2 separate regions of the Oryctolagus cuniculus genome follow, and region 2 is linked to region 1. A link is a contact called in public Micro-C data. All regions are on one chromosome and are shown on one strand. Each heading gives the region's core, a stretch centred on a gene start, on an enhancer-like site or on the middle of the called end of the contact. The rest is flanking DNA. Distances are from core to core; before and after follow the strand shown. Region 1 holds the start of WDFY2 (WD repeat and FYVE domain containing 2). Region 2 overlaps WDFY2 (WD repeat and FYVE domain containing 2).

Region 1 (3,225 bases), core at 215-2,714:
CTGAGGATGGCATGGCAGGTGCCCGGAATGCATTCCTTCCTAACAAGGACAAGGCACATCAGGCCACGGTCCATACTCAGGTCCTGTATGTCTTCATCTTTTTTTTAGCTCTGCTGTTAGCCTCACTAGGTTTCTGTAGCTATACTGAATTTCTTTCATTCCCAAACAACCATGCGAGGGCTGCCACCTGGCTTTTACTCCCCCATTCCTCCAACACACTCTGATCCCAAGTAACTTACTTGCTTTTGAGCACTGTTTGAGAATCCATATAGACTAAACCTGCTCAGGGTAGCTTTTTCTGCACAATCTTCCCTATTGCAAGTCAGGTTACATACTTATGCCCCAATCACAGCTCTTGCCATCATCATTGTCCTGTCATGGCCTGCTCCCTTTCCTTTCTCTAGTGATCTGTGAGATCTTTGAGAATTGAGAGGTCTGTGTTCAAATCTTCATTCCCATCACCTACTATTGAGCAGTTACTAAATATTTCTTGGATGAATTACAGGATGGAGATTCTGTTCTTTAGAACTGAAGGTGAGAGTCAGGGTTGTTGATTCTGTGCCCAGGACGTTTTTCTCATAAGAGCAGGGGTAGTCGCAACCTTGTTCACACCTCCTCCGTGGTGAAAAGACGCTCTCCAGGGGGAAGGGGTCTGGCTCATAACTGTGTTGCCACCAGTGTGCAGAGAGGGCTTAATGCACATGAAGGCACTCAAGTCACTTGTAAGCCTCACAACTACCACCCAGGTGTTCTCATAACCCCGCTTTAGAGATGGAATACCTTGCTTTATCTCCTATAGCTGTAAACTACCAGAATCTCCTTTTGGAGGTCTTTTTTGAAAATTTCTGCAAAAAGGGGCAATGGTGAAGAGTTGCCTTGTGTGCTTTGAGACAGGGCCTTTGCACCATATAGCCTTGGTTGCCACAATCCTCCCTTAGAAATTCATCCCATAAGGCCTGTGCCACTCTTCGCCCAGCTCTTGGCATATTATTTTCTGGCTTCCAGAGCTCTGCCAGCCTGATGACATCACACAGACCACGACCACTCCTCAGTTAATTTAACTCCTGAAGAGCCCAGTGGGGATTATCACATACTGAATGGCCCCACAGGGCAGGCCTTGTGCGTGCACCTAATATCCATTCAACAACCACAGTAACTGTCCACCATCTCAGGCAAGCGTAAAACGCCGTATTACTGCAGAAAGGAAACACCCCAGCAGGCGGGGCCTGGGTTCAGGTCTTGGGGAGTGGGTCGTGTTTATCCTTAACATAGGGTTAAAGTAACTGTGGTTTAGTAACTTACCTATTTAAGAGAATGAGGAGTTTGACAATACAGAATACCGCTAAGCTCCCTCAAAGATGACTTCATGAAGAGATTCTCTGCCCTCCCACCACGCATAAGCCAAGCCAATATACTTGGTAATAGCCCGTCCCAGGGAGTGACGCCCTGCTCAGCAGGAGGCTGCCTCGCAATTCCCCGTCTTAGAGGCCGCTCCGGGCTCTCTTGGCCTTGGGCCCCAGAGGCCTCCGAGTTCCCCAGACCCAGAGCGCTGTCAAGTGGGCGATAGGTCATTCCAGGACAAGGAGAAGAGGCTACGCGGAACTACAACTCCCAGGAGGCCACAGGCTGCAACCCAGCGGCCTGGGCCCGGTGCATGTTGGGAGCAGTAAACTGCCCTCTTGCCTCGCTTCATTGTTCAGGACTCTGCGCCAGGTAATACGCACGCATGCCCAGTCCTGTCTCAAGTAGTTTGGCTGCTTTCCCTCCTGCCGGCTCTTTCCGGTCTTGCTGAGGCGCGTTTTTCCCCGCCCCCTCTCCGCCCCTTTAGGGGCTTTGGAGAAGGCGGAACCCTGGAAAGCGCGTTCCCGGGGGTGTGTACACGCGCGTTCACGGGAGATTAAAAAAGGAGGGGTATAAACTCAGGACGAGGAAGATAAGGCAGGAGACCGTAGGGAACGTAGGGCGCATGCGTCCTGGTGGTGCTGCAGCGCACCATGAGCCGCCGAAGGGCGGGGCGGAAATGGGCTGGTGGGGTCGTGGTTTGGCGCACGCGCATTGGGTCCCCCGGAGCCCCGCCTCCTTTCAGGTTTCCCCGCCTCTTTCACCGCCCTTCCGGAAGTGGAGCCGCCCTCGCGCCCACCAGCGGCCACCCCCTGTGGAAGGCCCCGCCCCCGGCCCCGCCCCCCAGCTCTCCGCCCCCTCCTCTAGTGGTGGCGCCGGGTTGCAACCCCGGTTGTGGCGGTTTTGGTGCCTGAGGCCGGGAGCGCGGAGTCGTTCCCAAGAGAGGCGGCCAGGCTATGATCGCCGGGCCCCGGCGTCCCTATCCGGCCAGCGAGACTCCCTGTCTCTGTCTGTATCCTTGCCCGAGCGGTCCCCTCAGCCCGGCCCCGCGGCGCGGTTGGCGGCGGCGTCCGCGGCGCGCCCCCTCCTCCGATGGCGGCGGAGATCCAGCCCAAGCCGCTGACCCGCAAGCCGATCCTGCTGCAGCGGGTGGAGGGGTCCCAGGAGGTGGTGAATATGGCCGTGATCGTGCCCAAGGAGGAGGGCGTCATCAGCGTCTCGGAGGACAGGTACGGACTGCTGCCCCTTGGCCGCGAGGAGATGCCGGCCTGGCCGGACTGGAGGTTTCCGAGCCAGCGTCTGGGGGCCGTACCGCGCGAATGTGGACGTGCTCCCCTGAGTTTATTATAATGCGCATCCAAGTGGTGCTGGTGTCCAGCTGTGCGACGCTGCCGCCGCCGCTGTGCGGCCCGGGGAGGCTAAGCTCCGACGGCGGTGTGCGCTTCTGCCACGCCTGGGGCCGGGTGGCGCCCTCGGGTGCACGGGTGGCCCTTGGGCTAACGGTGTGCGGACCACCGCACCTTGATCCACCTCGGGACCAGAGAGGAAGAGGCGGAGACTGCCCTGCCCTGCAGGTGTGTGCGTGGAGATGATGCTCCGAGCTGCCTCTAAAAGATAACTCAGGGTTTTCGGGTACTCCCTGGTTCTTTGGTCTCCAGAGTGAGAAAGCAAATGCCACTCCCTTCGCCAGACGTTCCGTCTGAATCCACACATAACCCGAGTTGAATGAATAATCCAAGTTGTGAAACGAGTAACTTTGGGCTTCTGCGTTGTGCCTTCTCTCTTTTATCCTTATCTCTTCGAGCTCAAGGGGAAGCTCCGAGAACATGCAAGGGACCACTGCTGCAAATAACTCGATTTCCTTCCCTTCGTTTGCTTCCTTTC
Region 2 (3,225 bases), core at 526-3,025, 70 kb after region 1:
TTTAGTGTTCTCCAGTAGAGAAGGATTTAGTCTTCTACTGAAATGCATTTAAGCAATGCAAAAATAGGCATTTTCATCCACTATAACAACTTTAAAGAAGCCCATATGTTCTTGTCTCCTTCATCATTGACATATACTATCATATTTATATCAAGAATATTTGCCATGGGAACTTTAAAATAGTTTCCAAGCAAAATTATTCTGATACTATATACCAGTTTTTTAATAGTTGGGCATATTATAACAGTCTCAACTGTTCAAACTTTTTAAAACATAACAGATTATCCAAGATTGTCCATTTTCAGAACTTACTGAATGAGTATACACTATTTCGCTATTCATAATCTCTTCAGTGCTGCCAAAGAAGACTGTTGTATGTGGCCTGTGATAGCTTGAGTCTTGTTTTTTTACTTTTGTACCCAAATTTCCTTGCTGCTCCCTTTGTGCACGGGAGAATTTATTTCTCATTCTCCCTTAACACTAAAGGTGTACTCTTTGTGGATCCAGCTTTAAATGTGGTCTCTTTTATGTATTTATTTTTAAAGATTTCTTTATTTGAAAGGTAGAATGACAGAGACAGAGATCTTCATCTACTGGCTCACTTCCCAAATCTCCACAACAGCCAGGTCTGAGCCAGGCCAAAGCCAGGAGCCAGAAACAGTATCTGGGTCTCCCACATGAGTGGCAAGGACCCAAGCACTTGGGTCCATCACTGGCTGCCTCCCAGGTGCGTTAACAGAAGCTGCATCTAAAGCAGAGGTGGGACTTGATCCCAGGCACTACAATATTGGGTATGAGCATTCTGAGCAGTGGCTCAGCCCCAAATAGGGTCTCTTTTTAAATTTTCCATCTGTGTCCAGACCTAGGCCTTATCTTTTACAAGGATTTGTGAAGATGGAATTAAAAGGTGAACTAATTCTGGTGCAAAATAATTTGAAATCCATGCATACTTAGGGTTTCTAAAAAAATCATGGGAATTGTGTATTATGAAAAAACTATCCATAGATTTTAGCTTTGTAGTACCTCATATTTTCCTTGCCATGCCCAGTGTAGCGTTAAAATGGGTACTTGGTATCTCTAGGATTCAACAGAAACTCCTGAGGTTTAACACTTGAATTAAAAACTCTTGGGATTTGGGGATCTGCAGATTCCCTTCTTTCAAGTATCTTGCAGCATTTAAAAAAATGACAAAAACAAATTCTTTATCTTATCTTGCATTTTGATGATTTTAATGCAGAAGAACTTTCCGGATATCTGTTTTGTTGCACTGCTGAAAGTAAGATTTTCCAGTTTGTCTCTTGGGAAAATGATTCCATTTTATGAGGCCTCTTCTTATTTCTAAAATGTGAGTGTGAAGTGTGTACTGCAATGAGGCTCCATCATCAGGATGCCTTCTCCAGACTAGAAAAGGTGTAGCCTCCTTTGGCTCCTTCCCCTTCTCCTGATTTTTCTTGGAAACATACCAGGTCTTTATTCTCTGTTCTCTTGCCACTCCTGTATTCATACAGGTTGGTTGCCATAGGAGGCTCTCAACCGGTCTTGCGGCCTTTGGTTTTTCTCTTGTCTAATCCAAGTTGTTCACTGCTGCCAAAGTAATCTTTTGTAAATACCTCTTTTCATTATGTAATCTTACCCATGCACACGTGGTTCAGAAACTCTGTTTTTGTTTCTTCTTTAGGGTACCACGTCTAATTCTAATTCCTCCAAACCCTAAGTTCCAGTTGGTTTGAGTGCTGAATAGGTGTCTTGCCACCCTACTGCGCTGGAGTGGGCCAGTGAATTCCTTTTACACATTTTTAGCCAAGAGGCTGTTTGCTGACCTGTTCCAGGGCTGATGTGTCCACAGCTAACTTTTAATTGCTGCTTCTTTGGTAAATCCATGAAGACTGCAGTTTTGGAGAGATAGACATTCTGGTGTTTAGTTTTTATGTGTGTGGTAAAATATATATGACAAAAGTTACCATTTTAAGTACACAATTCAGTGGCATTAATTGTAATCACAATATTGTGCAAACATTACCACTATCTATGTCCATAACTTTTTCAGTAGCCCCAACAGAAACTCTGTTCCCATTAAACAGTGACGTTCCATTTCCCCTCCTCCCAGGTCTGCTGTTTTTAAAGTGATTGTCCTGGAAGAGAACCGTAAATCTGGCTGCAGATTCAAAGCAGTGCAGCCAGTGGCATCCTCTGAATCACTGTTCCTTTATTTTAGTATTTCATTAGGTCCCTATTGAGCATTTGTCACGTACCTGCCACTGTGGCAGGCCGTAGGAATACAGTGTTGAGTAGTAACACACAGACCATGTCTTCCCACTGTGTATGGAGCCAAGTATAATATTTAAATCTGTGTTATTCCCCTAATGCTATCATCCAGCTTCTTCCTACTCAGTGATGAGATGAATGCTCTCATATTATTGAAATGCTTAGACTGATAGTTCAGGGTTTATACTCAGGTTTCTCTTACCTGTGGGGGACCCTGGCTGAGGAGCAGATATCATTGCTGATGCTGCCAGTCAGGGCTGTTGTCCAGCCTCTCTGCTCTTCTGCATTGCTGTTCCTAGTGCCTCCCTGCAGGGGGTCTTCCTCTCCATTGTGTGCAGATGGGTGTCTGTTTCTTCTCTTTCCTTTCTTGTACTTTTTTCTTTCTTTTACATATTTATAAGGCCTTTTCAAGCTCCTCCTCTATGCATATGATAGAAAATCCAAGTATTGGTAGTACTTTAAAAAAATAAAAGATAAAAATATTCCAAGATAAAAATCTTAAAAGTCCTCAATGGATTCAATGTCTCAGGCATAGGAGGGTGGACCTGCTCTAGTGTTGACTGCTTGTGTGGCCTGTTGTGACCTAGGCCTATACAAGGTACAGTGCGATGCTGAGCTGAGTTTTGCCAGAGTAAGTCCTGAAGGTTTCATAGGAGAGTCAAGCATACAAAGGAAAGTGGATGTTCATGTAACACTGGCAAGAAGGAGGGAGTCTGGGAAGTGTAAAACACACAACTAGGGGCTGGCCCTGTGGCATGGTGGGTAAAGCCGTTGCATGTAGTGCGAGCATCCCATATAAGCACCAGTTCCAGTCCTGGCTGCTCCACTTCCGATCCAGCTCTCTGCTATGGCCTGGGAAAGCAGTAGAAGATGGCCCAAGTACTTGGGCCCTTGCACCCCGGGTGGGAGACCTGGAAGAAGCTCCTGGCTTTTGGCTTCAGATAGGCCCAGCTCTGGCCG

What was found. A called contact is a pair of places that touch in the nucleus more often than the background predicts.
Region 2: a Micro-C map of ear pinna shows a contact between it and region 1, with 1.9 times the contacts expected there. The contact joins the enhancer-like site here to the promoter of WDFY2 in region 1. A contact is called at or near these places in 2 of 6 Hi-C or Micro-C datasets (ear pinna and liver).

The regions. Positions count from the first base shown.
Region 1 is chr9:70,966,030-70,969,254 of mOryCun1.1, forward strand. It overlaps WDFY2 (WD repeat and FYVE domain containing 2), which reads left to right and starts at 1,465. Exons shown (of 12, transcript XM_070048896.1): 1 at 1,465-1,713. The coding sequence starts at 1,655.
Region 2 is chr9:71,035,811-71,039,035 of mOryCun1.1, forward strand. All of the region lies in intron 1 of WDFY2 (WD repeat and FYVE domain containing 2), which reads left to right. Among named protein-coding and RNA genes, the nearest start is that of WDFY2, 70 kb to the left of the region's middle. Within about 2 kb of position 1,776, at least 1 of the 8 cell types and tissues checked has an H3K27ac peak or open chromatin away from gene starts, as enhancers often do. A contact at or near this core is called in ear pinna, where this site is marked.